3 separate regions of the Pan troglodytes genome follow, and regions 2 and 3 are each linked to region 1. Evidence: chromatin contacts called from public HiChIP or PLAC-seq data. All regions are on one chromosome and are shown on one strand. The core of a region is the stretch at or near the end of the contact, and the rest is flanking DNA. Distances in the headings are between cores, read along the strand shown. Region 1 holds the start of ZNF710 (zinc finger protein 710). Region 2 holds the start of AP3S2 (adaptor related protein complex 3 subunit sigma 2). Region 3 holds the start of ARPIN (actin related protein 2/3 complex inhibitor).

What was found. HiChIP or PLAC-seq counts read pairs in DNA pulled down with a chosen protein or histone mark.
Region 2: a contact with region 1 is called in an H3K4me3 HiChIP or PLAC-seq map of stem cell-derived excitatory neurons, with 4 times the contacts expected there. The contact joins the promoter of AP3S2 here to the promoter of ZNF710 in region 1. A contact is called at or near these places in 1 of 7 Hi-C or Micro-C datasets (stem cell-derived neural progenitor cells) and 1 of 1 datasets of contacts at active chromatin or transcription factors (stem cell-derived excitatory neurons).
Region 3: an H3K4me3 HiChIP or PLAC-seq map of stem cell-derived excitatory neurons shows a contact between it and region 1, with 4 times the contacts expected there. The contact joins the promoter of ARPIN here to the promoter of ZNF710 in region 1. A contact is called at or near these places in 1 of 7 Hi-C or Micro-C datasets (stem cell-derived neural progenitor cells) and 1 of 1 datasets of contacts at active chromatin or transcription factors (stem cell-derived excitatory neurons).

What each region holds. Positions count from the first base shown.
Region 1 is chr16:81,792,215-81,797,368 of NHGRI_mPanTro3-v2.0_pri, forward strand. ZNF710 (zinc finger protein 710) reads left to right here and starts at 2,361. Exons shown (of 5, transcript XM_024349367.3): 1 at 2,361-2,651.
Region 2 is chr16:81,684,297-81,689,450 of NHGRI_mPanTro3-v2.0_pri, forward strand. It overlaps AP3S2 (adaptor related protein complex 3 subunit sigma 2), which reads right to left and starts at 2,948. Exons shown (of 6, transcript NM_001242425.2): 1 at 2,487-2,948. The coding sequence starts at 2,555.
Region 3 is chr16:81,702,640-81,707,793 of NHGRI_mPanTro3-v2.0_pri, forward strand. ARPIN (actin related protein 2/3 complex inhibitor) reads right to left here and starts at 3,233. Exons shown (of 6, transcript NM_001242426.1): 1 at 2,987-3,233; 2 at 987-1,062. The coding sequence starts at 3,078.

The sequences.
Region 1 (5,154 bases), core at 1,111-3,610:
CCCTGACACCCTCCCCTTTTTCCTACTTGTGCTCTATCCTCACTCTCCCCCCACCCACTTGTATTCTAAGCTGCAGTAAACACTTCAACTCTTGACAGTTCTAAGAACCTGTAATAATGTGCCGTCTTGCCCTGGGGCCTTTGGACAGACTGTTCTCTCCCATGCATTTGGCTAGCACAGCCTAATCTAGACACGACCTCCTCCAGGAAGCCACACCTGACCACCTTAGTCCAAGCACCCTCTTAGGAGCTTTCTTGGTTCACTCTTGCCTGTATCGCATGGCACTGAGGTTGCCTGTCTTCTTTTCTTGCTCCTTCGCCTGCAAAGCCAAAGGCCAAAGCAAGGACTGCGTCTTGCTGATGATTCGGTCCTTAGCAGCCAGCACCTTAGCTGGCACAGGGTAGATACTCAGTAAGCATTTGTTAAATGAATGCTTGGCTCTAAGAGCTGCATTCTGCTTTTTTGGAGGATACAGCTTGGGTGTACTAAGTGGGAGGGTGCAAGTGATGACGGAAATGTGGCTTCCTGCAGGACCTGGGCAAAGGCTCTGGGGTCATTGGGGGCTCAGGGTGCTGATGTTAAAAAACCATGGTGTCCTTCTTGTTGAACCAAACTCTCAGGCTACTGTTTTCCCACTCCTAGTCAGAGACAAATGTGTTCTGAGTGACTGGAGTCATAGCTCAGAGCACCAGGAGCTGGTTTAGGGTGGGGCGAGGGGCCGTGGCCTTGGGGCTCTCGTTTCTAAAGGCCCAGGGCTCAGGGCTGGGGGGAGGGGTGAGGAGTGGCAGGTCCTGTCCCCCGGAGGCTGCAGTCACTGGGGGAGAGACAATGGGGCTCAGCATCTGCTCCTCCCTGGGAGAAGGGACCCTTCAGTGAAAAGCCAGGGAGAGCAGGGAAGTGTGGGAGGAATTGATGAGGAGAAGGGGTGGAGCCAAGGAGATGCAGCCGGGAGGAAGGAAGGGAAGGGAAGGAAGGGAAGAGGGAGGGGAGAGGATCCAGGCTTTCCTTCCTCCCGGTGACCTGGTCCTGAGCCGCAGCTTCCCTTGTATTGTTCCCTGCGTTTGCTCTCGGGGCCCACCGAGACCTCACGTTTCTCCCCCTGGCTGCAGCCCCAGTCCGAGGGCCCGGCATCCAGCAGGTGCTCAATACTTACTTGGGAAAATGAGAAATGTGACCAACTTTGCTCCGGGAACTTTCCCCCGTCTTCTCCCCACTCCTCCGGAGAACCCGAGGACAGAGCAGGTCTTGGGAGCACGCCCGGGCGCCCCATGAATAATTGACCCTTCCTGGCGGCACTGCCCGGCTCTGTCCGAGGGCTCCGGACCCGCCCTGCGTTGGAGTCGAGAAACGGCTCGGAGTGGCGGGTGTTCTGGAGGTTGGAGGCCTGGTGTCCGGCCTGCGCCGGAGCTGGAGGGCGGCGAGGCTGTGCCAAACCCCGCGGCCCCTCAGGGAGCCGAGAGGGACCTGACGGCCGCGCTGCCAGCGACCACGCCTCGGCGCCCCCCAGCAGTCCGCCCGGGGGCCGAGGCCCAGGCCCTGGGCTCGGGGACCCCGCCAGCCCGCCGATCCCAGCAGCTGCCCTGAGCCCCTTCTCCACCCGGGCCCTGGCGCTCGGAGCCCGCGCCGCTCCCTCGAGTCAGGCCGTCCAGGGCTCTGCTAACAGCTGTTTAAAGGCTTTTGCTGTTCAGTGCGCTGCGGGGATGTTTGTTCCAGGCCCATCTGCCTACTTTAAAAATACATAAGTGAAGCACACACACCCAGCTTGCCACCTCTGGCTGGGGAGGGGCGGGCTCGGCGGCCCTCGCTCGCACTTGGGAAGGAACCGGCACCCAGGAGCCGCACCCGTGCCCCACACCCCCACCGGCTCTCCTCTCCAGAGGACGCCCCTGGCTTCCCTTGAGGGGGGCGGGGCGCAGGGCCCCCGGGCCCCCTTTGTACCGGACAGGGCCGGGCCCCCCATTTCCAAGCGAGGTCTGCCTCTCCCCCGCTTCAGTTAATCTTTGTTCCCCTTTTCTGCTGAGAGGAGAAAAAAAAAAAGAGAGAGAAAGAAAGAAAAGAAGGAAAAAAGGCGTGACTTGATTTTCAAACGAAACTCCCACAGCAAACAAAACCCTTTTAGAGAAATAAGAAAGGAGGAAGAAGGAAGAAAAGAGGGAAGAAAAAAACAGGAGAAAGAAAACCCTTCAGGCTTTCAATTCGAGTGGGAGAGTTGAACCGAAAGAAAGAGAAAGAAAGGAAGAAAAATCCTCTGCGGTAGAAAGAGAAAAGAAAACTTGGGCTGACAAGAGGGGGGTGTTGGGGGTGGAAGGAAGTGAGAAAACAAAAGAGAGATAAAAGGGCTGCTTTTCTGTCTCTCTCTTCCTCTGCGAGCTGGCTTAGGAGGAGCTGTTTTGCATCCCTTCACGTCAGCCCTGCCTCATTCCCTTCTTCCAGGGAGGGAGAGAGCGCGAGCGAGAGAGCGAGCGAGAGGAGGGGGGAGAGAGAGAAAGAGAGGAGCCGGAGGGAGGGCGGCAGGAGCAGGCGGCGGGCGCGCGTGGAGGCGGGCGGCGGGCGCACAGCAGCAGCCCGGGCGGTGGGCAGCCAGGAGCCCCCGGCCCGGCCCGGCCCGGCCCGCCGAGGGCCCCAGCGCAGGAGCCGCGCCCGGACCCAGGGTGAGTGTCCCGCGCGGCCCCCCGCCCCCGCCCCAGCCCCAGCCCCGCAGCCCCGCGCTGCCGGCCGGCGGGGGCGCGGGGGGCGCGGGGGTGGGTCGCTGCGGCCGCGGCCGACCCGCCCCCCGCCTCTCCCTGGGGACGGCCGCGCGCAGGCCCGCGCCGCGCTGCAAACATGTCGTCTTTTCCTTTCACTTCCACATTCCCTCATGCCGGAGAGCTGGAGGGAGAGAGGGAGAGCCGGGGAAAGAGGGAGAGATGGCGTCTGGGGTGGGGGGGGGGAGGGAGAGGAGGGGGAGGGGGAAGGGAGAGGGAGGGAGCGAGCGAAAGAGGGCGAGAGGGAGGAGAGCGCGCGAATGAGAGAGAGAGAGAGGCAAAAATGAAAGGAAAGCGTCGCGGCGGCGGCGGCGGCGGCGCGGGAGGCCCGGGAGGCGACGGTGGCGGAGGCTCTCGGGCCCGCACGTGGGTGTCCCGGTGCTGGGTGCGCTCCCCCCACACCCGGCCCGGGACTCAAAGTTTCACCCCCTCGCCGCCCCGCCCCTACGGCTGCCCACAAACTTTATTCTCGGAGCGGGTGGGGTTGTTGCGCGTCCCAGCCGGCCGGGGGTGGGGGAGAGCTGAGCGCGCCGCTGGCGGGGCTGGGGGCGTCCCCGAGGGCCACTGGCCGCCGCACGCTGGGCGCCGCGGGATCTCCGCCGGGACAGCGTCGGGGCGCCGCGGGCCGGGGACCCAGGACCGGCGCTCGCTGGCTGGGGGCGTGGGGGTGGGGGTGGCGGGCGGGGTCCCTACGGCCCGTTTTGAGCCTCCCGCGGCTCAGCCCCCCTTCCTCCTCGTCGCCCTCTCTCCGTCTTCTCGCGGTCATTTTCCTAATTGGATGGAGCTGTGGGGCGTGATCACCAGCGTCAGATCGGGGCCCTCAGGCTACCAGGTGGGCGCGCGGGCTCGGGGACCGACGGGGCAGCCCCAGCCTCCCCACCCTAGGCGCACAGATCCCGCAGATCCGGCCCTTGGGCCACCGCCCCCTTCACCGCGGACTTGCTAACTAGTGCGTATCGGGTTTTTTTCCAACTTGCCTTTTAAGATGACTTTTATGGGCGCTGCAACTGCTTCCCTCCAGTCTAAGCTGTAGTTTGGAAAGATTTAAGAGGCCAGGGAGGTGCTTGTGTGGATTTTAACCAACCTGAAAGGGTCATTCATGTATCTCTAGGATTTGCGAGACGGTTAGGGCAAGGCGTAGCAGTATCCGGGGTGCCTTTTCTTTTTTCTTTTTTTTTGATATGGAGTCTTGCTCTGTCGCCCAGGCTGGAGTGCAGTGGCGCGATCTCGGCTCACTGTAGCCTCCGTCTCCCGGGTTCAAGCGATTCTTCTGCCTCAACCTCCCCAATAGCTGGGACTACAGGCGCACGCCACCACGCCCGTTTAATTTTTAATTATTTTTAGGAGAGACGGGGTTTCACCATATTGGCCAGGCTGGTCTCAAACTCCTGACCTCGTGATCCGCCCGCCCCGGCCTCCCAAAGTGCTGGGATCACAAGGACTCTTCGAGGTACTCGTCCTACTGGGTCTGAGGGAGGCCTGCCGGGCAATCCAGTGAGGGACCAACGTCATGGCCCACCCTTGAGCTGCAGGCCGAGTGCCCACCTGCAAAGGGCACCCTGAGCACCTTTCTTGCTGTGCAAAATGGAAACTCCCGGCCGGTATCGACCTGCAGCGTACATAACTAGTCCCTGTGGGCATCTGGGAAATTCACAAAACTCCCCCACAGGTGTGCGGAGAAGGACTTTGTGCTCTTGGGGGTCACTCAGCCAGCTTTGAAGCTGCCCTCTCAGTCCTGCATTTGTACACGTGTAAGTAAAACCAGTCAAAGTTCATTTCTGCCAGGTAGAGGGCTGGGGGTCTGTGTCCCTATTGCATCTTCACCAGGGGGCCTAGAGAACCAATGGGGCCACGTGGGAGAAGGGAAGAAGAAAACCGTTCTTAACTCGTTAGATAAGAGACAGTGTATTCCTAATGTGATCAAAGCCGATGGGGCTATCTGGTTTTGACTTCTGAAAACCTAGAGTGGCCATTCCTTTCTCATTTGTTTTAAAGAGAATGTTATTTTCTATACTTTCTCAGTGGTTTTATCAGCTGACCCTCAGGCCAGGGTAACTGTGCTGGGTACCTGCCAGTCTCGGAGCAGAACCTCTGATCGGTCATCTGTAGCTCCAGAGAGGTGCCCACCTGGTGCCCCAGTGACCTTCTGGAGCTGGCTTTCCTGCATGAGGGCCGTGGGGATAGAGCTGCTTTCTTTTGGGTAGGGGGAATTGGATGTTTGGGTCACATTTTCTTCCTCCAGCCTGGCCTGGTTGCCTGTGTCTTGGTGGAGGGGGCTGCAGTGAGTTGAAGTGGGACCCAGGCTCACTTGCTTGTCTTCTCAGAGCTGATACCTGGGTGAGTCCTCAGCCCACGGTGTGTGGTCAGCGGGCCATTTTTTCAGGGCTTGGGTCATTTGCATTCCAACCAG
Region 2 (5,154 bases), core at 1,698-4,197, 110 kb before region 1:
TCACGCCTGTAATCCCTGCACTTTGGGAGGCCAAGACGGGCAGATTACTTGTGGTCAGGAGTTCGAGACCGGCCTGGCCAACACAGCGAAACCCCATCTCTACTAAAAATACAAAAATTAGCCAGGCATGGTCGTGGGCACCTGTAATCCTAGCTACTCAGGAGACTGAGGCAGGAGAATCACTTGAACCCGGGAGGCAGAGGTTACAGTGAACCGAGATCACACCACTGCAGCCTGGGAGATAGAGCGAGACTCAGTCTCGGGGGGAAAAAAAAAGCCACAGTGAGATACCACTTTACACCCACTAAAATGTCTTTAACCAAAAATAAATAAATAAATAACGAATGGCAGGGATGTGAAGAAACTGGAATCATTATACATTGCTGATGGAAATGTAAAATGGTGCAGCCACTTGGAAAATTTGTCAAATAGTTTGCAGTTTCTCAAAATGTTCACCATAGTTACCATATGATCCAGCAATTCTACTCCTAGGTATATAACCAAGAGAAATGAAGTCATAAGTCCACATAAAAACTTGCACAAGAATGTTCATAGCAGCATTAATTAGAAGAGCCAAAAAGCAGAAATATCAACTTATAAATTGACAATCAAAATATGGCATATCCATATAATGGAATATTATTCAGCAATAAAAGAAATGAAGAAGATCAGATACATGCTACAACATGGATGAATCTTGAAAACATTATACTACATGAAACATGGCAGACACACAAAAAACCACTTATTTATGATTCCATTTATAGGCAACGGAATAGGCAAATTCCATTTGCCATTCTGGAACTGGCAAATTTAGAGGGAAAGAAACTCTCTGGGGCTGGGAGAGTCATGGAGAAATAGGGAGTGACTGCTAATGGGCAGAGGTTTCTTTTTGGGGTGATGAAAATGATCTAAAGTTGATTGTGGTGATGGTTACACAGCTTCCGTGAACATGCTAAAAAACACTGAATTGTCCCCTTTAAATAGGTAAACTGGGGCTGGACACAGTGGCTCATGCCTGTAATCCCAGCACTTTGGGAGGCTGAGTCCGGTGGATTGCTTGAGCCCAGGAGTTCAAGACCAGCCTGGGCAACATAGAAAGACCCCGTCTCTATAAGTAAATAACATAAAATAAATAAGTAAACAGTATGGCATGTTAGTTTTATCTCAATAACCCTGTTAGAAAAAAACTAGGGGGGAAATTTGCATACACACAAATGCAAATACAAATAGTTACGCTGAATACTCATATACATACATATATATATATACTTTTTTTTTTTTTTTTTTTTTTTGTGATGGAGTCTCGCTCTTTCGCCCAGGCTGGAGTGCAGTGGCGCTATCTTGGCTCACTGCAAGCTCCGCCTCCCGGGCTCACGCCATTCTCCTGCCTCAGCCTCCTGAGTAGCTGGGACTTGGAGGTGCCCGCCACCGCGCTTGGCTAATTTTTTGTATTTTTAGTAGAGACGGGGTTTCACCGTGTTAGCCAGGATGGTCTTGATCTCCTGACCTCGTGATCCGCCCGCCTCGGCCTCCCAAAGTGCTGGGATTACAGGCGTGAGCCACCGCGCCCGGCCTGAATACTCATATTTTTACCTCGATGTAATCTACTTAATAAAATGTAATCTAGCTTTAAAAATCTTATGAAGGAGTAAAATTATTTTTTCATTTCTAATTGACAAAAGACAATAAAAGTCTGAAAAGGGTTTATTAACTTGTCAACAGACGCAAGAGTAGAAAAGGTGGAGCTGAAGCCTGAACACGTTTTCTGGCACTTTCCCCTCTTCAGTTCCACCAGTCCCCCAATTATGTAACATTTTGAAACCCTGCCATGAATAAATATAATCTTCGAAGACAGGAAGCAAATACTGATGTTTATGTGTTTGCAAAGGAACGTGTTGGGAAAATTCAAATTTACGTAATCACTTATTGAGCCCTTATGCGGCAGCATTTATAATTTCTCATCATTTTTCCACTTTTAAACTGATTTTCTTCAACCCTAAGAGTGAAGGGTATCTAGTCTCAGCCAACACTGAAGCAAAATAATTCCAAAAAAAAAAAAAGAACTTTTCCAGTTCTGGCTATAACAAAAACTTTCAGAAACTTAATATTTCTTCCTCATGAAACTGTGGTCAACAACCAAAAAGATGACAGAATGTGACTTCAATCACTCAAGTTCTCATCGAGGCACACTCCCCACTGTCGCTTCTATCTCGTTCCCAGAGACTCACGGGAAAATGTCACAAAATGGCACAGAAATGCCAGGATCAAGAAAAGGGTCAGCGAGAGCGGGGCAGTAGGGCGGGAGACAGAAGGCCTGGCACCAGCCTGCGCCTAGGTTAAATGCTTAAGTAGGGTGAGGGTCATGCTCGGTGCAGGAGCCCCAGGTGACCAAGGAGCGGTGCCCCCAGGCGCCGAGAGGCCAAAGAGGAGGGAAGACATAGTGGGCGCCCTGAAGGGGCGTGGTGAAGCCGGGCCGCACTCACGAAACGCTGGTAGAAGCGGACTAGCCGTGGCTTCCCATGGTTGTTGAAAACCAGAATCGCCTGAATCATCTTTGCCAGCCACGGTTCTCTCAGCACCGGCTACTCCCAGAAAGCTCCTCCTTCCGCCACAACACGGTCACTTCCGGTTGGTGCGCTGCTGAGAGCGGCACTCGGAAACTTGGCCCCGGCGCTCACGAGCCCTAGCACCCAAGGGTCCGGCCTCTCTGACGCCTTGGAGGGCAGGTGCGGATGCCGAGGAGAGTGGTCACCTCGGCCAGCGTTGGTGGGCCAGTCAGGATGCGAATCCGGATCTGTGTCCCTCGCCCAGACCGACGGGTGGCCCCAGAAGCCGAAACGACCGTCAGCCGGGTTGCCAAAACGGAGAGGCGGCGGGAGCTTGCTTTTCTCACCGCCCGCTCCAAATCATGCACTCCCGCCATCCCCTTAGCGCTCGCAGAACGTTCCGCGGAGTGGAGACGCCGGTCATTCGGCCGTTCGTCGGTTAAGGAACATTTCGTTCATTTTTATTTTTCAGTATTATAATGCTGCAGTGAATTACGTAGCTGTCTCTCCGTGCAGATGGGCTGTTCCTCTATGGTAGACGGTGAATGGTGGAATTAAGGAATTTTTAGTGCATTTCCATTTAAAATCCCAAATCGATCAAGTTCTTATTTTTGTTTGTTCTTTTAATGACCCAGTGTGGGTGAAGTGGAGCACGTCCGTATACTGCAGATGGAGCAGCGGATACAGATGCAAATCGATCCAGAGGACTGTTTGGCGATATGGATCAGAAGCCTTTAAAATATATAACAGTCCGGGCGCGGTGGCTCACGCCTGTAATCCCAGCACTTTGGGAGGCCGAGGCGGGCGGCTCACTTGAGGTCAGCAGTTCGAGACCAGCCTGGCCAACATGGTGAAACCCCGCCTCTACTAAAATTACAAAAATTAGCCGGTTGTGGTGGCGCGCGCCCGTAGTCCCAGATACTTGGGAGACTGAGGCAGGAGAATGGCTTGAACCCGGGAGGCGGAGGTTGCAGTGAGCTGAGATCACACCACTGCACTCCAGCCTGGGTGACAGATATATATATATATAACATTAGACTCAGCGTTTCCAGCTCTAGAATTTATGATAAAATGATTGTGGATGTGTGAAAAGATTTAGCCTCAGGAACATACATTTCTGCCAGAGTATCTTCAGAACAGTAAAAAAAAGAAGAAAAATATATATGTCTCAGCAGTGTTATTACAGGGGAAAATGGGAAGAAAATTATTACAAAAATGAGAAATTGGTTAAGTGCATTGTTCTACATTGAATATGAGAAATATTAAATAGATAATAAAAATCATGCTGGGAAAGATTTATGATACGGAAGTGTTCATGACACCTGTTAAGCTAAAAGATTACACAAAGTATGTACAGGGACAACCCACTTTCCTCAAGATTGGAGGCAAATACACCAAAATATGAATCATGTATCTGATGGAATGGCAGAGTCAGGGTGTTTGATCTGTACAGGACCCTGGAACCACACTGCCCTGATTCAAAGCATGGTTCTGCGGACTGCCTGGGCACCCTGGGCAAGTTTCCCCATCTGTAGAAAAGGTGTAATATCAGTTTCCTAAACTGGAAAACTGGAAAATGAGTCTACTGACTTCAGACAGTTGTTATAAACACAAAGGGAGTTAGTATAATATTTGTAAGCACTTGGACAGTGCATGGCACATAACTGAGTACCACATAAATGATTTAAAAACATCTTTGGGTGGTAGGATTATCAAGTTTTCCTTTTTTTCCTTCAAAGAAATATGTACTACTTTTGCAGCCAGAGTTCTGGGGTTTGCTTGTTTGTTTTTCAGAGATAGGGTCTTACCCAGGTTGGAGTGCAGTGGCACAGTCATACCTCACTGTAACCTCAAACTGCTGGCCTCAGGCAATCCTCCAGCCTCAGCCTCCCAAACCGCCACTACGCCCAGTCCAGTTTTTTGTTTGTTTGAGATGGAGTCTCACTCTGTTGCCCAGGCTGGAGTGCAGTGGCACAATCTTGGCTCACTGCAACCTCCGTCTCCCGGGTTCAAACAATTCTCCTGCTTCAGCCTCCCCAGTAGCTGGGATTATAGGCACATGCCACCATGCCCAGCAAATTTTTTTATTTTTAGTAGAGATGGGGTTTCACCACATTGGCCAGTCTGGTCTCAAACTCCTGACCTCAAGTGATTCACCCATCTCAGTCTCCCGAAGTGCTGGGATTACAGGCGTGAGCCACTGCGCCCGGCATGGCCCAGTTTTTAAATAAATAAAAACCAAAAGTCAATTGCACTGAAACTTGATAAAATGTTTAAAATGTTGAGGAAGAATATCAAAGAAAATTCTGAAACAGAATTATGAAGAAGAACTAGCTCTGCCAACTATGAAAACCTACTTTGATGGTTCAAATTGTAATTATAGGAAGACTAACTGAAATATTATGAATAATTTAGGCACAAAATAATTTTAATATGTGATGTAGGAGTGGGAAGGAATTCAGTAAATACTATTAGGATAACTGGTTAGCAATTTGAAAATAAGTAGTTAGGTATAAAACCAGATAATAACCTAAACAGAAGAAAACGAAATTGAATAAGATCCAAAAATCTGTATTAGCTTAGAAGCAATAAAAATCACAAAACA
Region 3 (5,154 bases), core at 1,983-4,482, 89 kb before region 1:
GAAAGAGGAAGGGAAGGCAAGGGAGGGGGAGGAATGGGCAAGGGAGAAGCCCAGCAGGGCCTGGCATTGCTTACCTGGAGAGGAGACAGTGAGGGTTCCCAGCCTGGTGGCTGGGAGGGCAACTGCACCATTACCAGGAATGGAACTCAGAGGAGGCAAGTTTTAAGAGGGGCTAGGAGAAGGCCCTGCCTGAGGGCAGATGAGGCAAGCAAGCCCCACACCAGCATAGAGACACTGCTGGGCTCTCCTGGGCAGGCTGGCTAGGGGCTCTGATGGGCGTTCCCACCTGCCGACTGTGTGCTAAGGAGGGGAGGGTGCAGCAAAATACCACCTGACATGAAAATAGTGCTGAGCTGTTCTCGTGGGGTACAGGGGGGACATGCAGGCTCCATGTAGCACCAGGCCTCTGGCCCTACTGGAGGGGGCATTTTTAGAGACCAAGCTCAGTTATAGAGACCAAGGAGATAAGGTGGTCAGCACATCTAGGTGGGGCTATTTGAAGGGGGAGTGGAAAGTCAGAACTAGCGCTCAGAAAAAAGACACAGGCTAGTACTGGATGGTAAATGCCAGGTGTACCCACAGATACCTGAGATGGGGTGGTGATACAGGACATGACCCCAGGAGGCTGAGAGGGCAAAGGCAGCCAGGACATCAACATGGGAACTGAAGCCCCAGACACTGTCAGAGTTTACATTCAGGCAAGACTGGGGTTTAGGGCCTGTTCTGCCTTCTCAGCCATGACCCAGGCTCTTCTGGCAAGAACACAGGCCCTCCCACCTGTCTGCTGCTCAACACAGCCTTAAACTATTCTTCCAGCTGGTAGTCCCATTTGGCTATAAATCTCCTGACCTACTTCCCACTTGCTTTCTAAGCCCATCAAGAATCCCAACTCATGGCACTGGAAGGACCCAGCACAAGGAGATGCCACAGTGGATGATGACCGCGAAGTCAGTGCCCTCTAGCTAGCACCGAGGAAGCATCCTCACCTTCCTGCCATGAGCGTCCAAGATGCTGTGCCGAGATACATCGATCAGTTCTCCCTCCAGCAGGACACCATTTCCCCTGGAGATGAAAGGGAAAGAAAGGATAGCCAGTTTTGTCAGTCCTCAGCAAATCTCACCCGTGTCTCCTATTTACCCAGCCCTGAGCAGGCTGGGTACTGAGCAGCTCCTTTCCCCGTGCTTCCTACATAGGGATCTCCAAAGGGTCCCAAAGGCTGGCGCATTGCCCAGATGCCAGGAGGAACCTTGTCAGCCTGCCCTAAGATCAAGCTATGGCCCCCTCCTACAAGGCCACTGGGAGTAACTGGAACCAGAGCCTCAGTCTTATCTACAAAATGGGGAGGAAAACAGCTGCCTCACTCTCCTCCTCTGATGTTGACACAAGATCATGTGTGTGAAGGTGTTTTGTAAGCTATTAAGTGATTACTAAATACAAAAGATTTTACTTTTTTATTGGGCCAAATGTGAGCGTAGGTATCTAAGCTGCAATAAACTATTTTCCCTTTCCACCTGTTTTTAAACACTCTCATATTCCTTTCCTCATTCATATCCAGGTGGTCATTAACCCAAGGAAATGGTTACTACTGAGAGGTGAAGAAACCAAAACTTAGAAGTCTGAGACTAGTCCAAGATCACACGGTCCTTCACTGAGGGGAAGTGGAACCCTGGCTTCTCGACTCTGGTTTTCATAAAAGCAGAACGTGGAGGCTTCCTTTTTTGCATCCACAGAAATGGAGAAGCGTGGGGACAACTGAAGATGACAGTGGAATAGGGATGAGAGTGGGAAGTGAAAACTTTACCTAGCTGGTCTCTATCCAATTCTTCCCCACCCCCCGCAATTATTTTTCTAAATATTTAACTGACAAAAGACTGTATATATTCAAGGTGCACAACGTGATGATTTAAGTACACACTATGTAATGATTACCACAGATTAATGAACACACCCACCAGACCCCATGCTGTACATTAGGTCCCCAGAAATTGTTTATTCTATAACTGAAAGTTTGTACCTTTGATCATTACCCCATCCCCATCCACTATCCCCTGGCAATCACTGTTCCCTGTTCTACTGTTTCTTTTCTTTTGACACAGTCTTGCTCCATCGCCCAGGCTGGAGTGCAGTGGCACAATCTCGGCTCACTGCAACCTCCACCTCCCGGGTTCAAGCGATTCTCATGCCTCAGCCTCCCAAATAGCTGGGATTACAGGTACCTGCCACCACGCCCGACTAATTTTTGTATTTTTAGTAGAGACAGGGTTTCACCATTAGGCTGGTCTCAAACTCCTAACCTCAAGTGATCCACCCGCCTCGGCCTCCCAAAGTGCTGGGATTACAGGCGTGAACCACAGCGCCTGGTCTGTTCTGCTGTTTCTATGGTTCAACGCTTTTATAGGTTCCATATACGAGATCACACAGTATTTGTCTTTCTGTGTCTGGCTTATTTCACTTAGCACAATTCTTCAGTGCAGTTGTAAATGGAATGGTCCGTTCGGCCTCATAACCCTGTGACGACAGGGCCTGGCCCTCCAAATCCTCCTCACCCAGGCAGGCCCTGCTCTGGACCAGCCCGCCCGCTGTTCCCGCCACAGCACGGCCACTGTCCCTTCTGGGGCAGGGCATGAGTCTTTGCAAAAGCAGCGCGGCAAGTAGCTGGAGTTCGTAGTTACGCGGGTGGGGTGGGGCCGGAGGTCGGCGTGAGGCGAAGCACAGCCTTCGGAGACCTGTCTGGGGGTCGGGACCCTCTCTCGAGGGCAGGCGGACAGGCGGGGAGATTTAAGCCGATCTGTATCATGGGGTCGCTGGGCGGGCGCGGCGGCAGGGGCGCCGGGAGCGGCGGACTGGAGGGGCGGACTGAAGGCGGAGAGGCGGCTTTGGCAACCCCAGTTTTCCCCCACCCGCATCCCACCCCCCACCCCGATCCTGTTGCGGGGTTCGAGCCGGGGCAGGCGAGGCCGACCCGAGGCCGTGCGCCCAGGCCTACCCCTGGTGGGCGGCGGGGTCCCAGGCCCCCGGCAGCCGGACGCTCTGCACCGCCTTGTTCCGGAGCGCGCCGTCGTGGTAGATGCGGCTCATTCTCCCGACCGCCCGGGCACCCCCGCACAGAGCCGGCGCCCTGGGCTGGGGGCGCGGCGCGGGAAGTGCTGCAGGACGCGCGGGGACCCGCGATTCCCAGCCGGCGGATCCGGGAATGGCGCGGCCCGGCCCTCAGGCGTTCCTCGGCGGGATTTAAAGGGACCGAGCTCCATTCCTGCACGCCAGGCCGCGCGCGGCAGGGGTTGGGCTTCCGGGAGGACCCTGGCTGGGGGCTTAGCACAGTGGGGCAGAAAGGCCATGCTTTTCTCTTGTCTCTCTCTCTTCCTCATTCCTAGAGGAAGATCCCTGCCCCAGCACACGCACAAAAGGGAAATTGAGGCCCCAAGATCCTATTATAGAAGATCCTTTGTAGGATCAGCCCGGGAAGGATGGGTTTCTGGGAAGCAGGAATGGAGAACAGCCACTGGGGAGGATTGGGTGGTCAGCTTAGAAGCTGTCCATTATGCCCCGCCCGCGGCCCTACAGTGGCTGAGTCAGGTATCCCAGGGATCTGTGACGAGGGAGCTGGGGCATGGGTGTCAGATCAAAGACGCCTAAGTTTGAATCCCAGCTGTGAGCTTGGGCAAGCTCCTCAACCTCTCTGAGCCCATGCTTCTTCCTCTGTAAAATGGGGTCAGTATCAGGGGGATTGTAAAGTTTAATGAGCTCACCCTTTCTACAACATAGCATTGCCCTCCCTCCTTCTTCCCGCACAGCTCCTGAACTCCTCCCTGGCCCCACAATGCCCTTTGCCCAAGTATGTCATAGTCCACAGGTGCATTTTCCAAGCCTGGTACAGAAGATTCTTCTCACCCTGGGATTGTTGAGGAATCTTTGTTCTTTTGTTTGGCTTCTTCGTGCCAGGCCTCGGGGCAGGTGGGCCCATTCAGGGAGGCCAGGTGTACCCCGGGAGAGGGGGCGGCATTTAAAGGGGGTGGTGGCCAGGCAGATGCCTAGGAGTCCAGCATGAGCTGTCAATGTTGGAAGAAGCAAGCACCCTCTCCCTTCCCTGCTACACACACACACACACACACACACACACACACACACACACACACAATGACTTTCTTGGGTCCTAGGCACTTTTGTTTTCAAGGGACCCTTTCTCCATTAAAATTATTTTTAAAAATTATTATCTTACCACTGGGCTGGCATAAAGATGAATATATGAATTTTATATATTTTATTTCTTTTCTTTTCTTTTTTTTTTTTTGAGACAGAGTCTTCCTATGTTGCCCAGGCTGGAGTGCAGTGGTGAATCTTGGCTCACTGTAACCTCTGCCTCCCAGGTTCTAGTGATTCTCCTGCCTCAGCCTCCTGAGTAGCTGGGATTACAGGCACTCACCACCACACCCGACTAATTTTTGTATTTTTAGTAGAGATGGGGTTTCACCATGTTGGCCAGGCTGGTCTCAAACTCCTGACTTCATGTCACCACCTGCCTCTGCCTCCCAAAGTGCTAGGATTACAGGCCTGAGCCACTGCTCCCAGTCTAAAGTATTTTCTTCAACCTAAACATATATATTTTTTTTCTGCATCCAATCATCCATTACTAAACATATTTTTAGGAAGAAAGAGCACCTGTAGTCCCAGCTACTCAGGAGGCTGAAGCAGGAGGATCACTTGAGCCCAGGAGTTTGAGTCCAGCCTAGGCAACATAGCGAAACCCTGTCTATTAAAAAAAATTAATGAAATTAAATTTAAATTTCAAAAGAATAAAAACATTTTGCGGACCGCTAAAAGTATGATAGGCCTAATGGATGAGTCAGCCCCACTCCTAGCTGGCCTACCTGGCTGCCTGGTGTATGTCTGAGAAGGAAAAACATAGAAAAGCCCTACTGGAAAGCCCCTCTGGGTACAACTGTCCTTTGGCCTTCTCTGCTCAAAACCCTCCAGCTGCTCACAGCCACCTGGCTGGCATGTCCTCCTCCTCTTTCCCTTTTCTGTGTCATGTTCCCCCTCACTGTGGCTCCAACTGCATAGCCATCCATGGTAGCCACTAGCCACATGTGGCTACTTAAATTTAGATTCTAACTGATTAAACCTAAATTAAATGTAAAACTCAATTCCTCACTT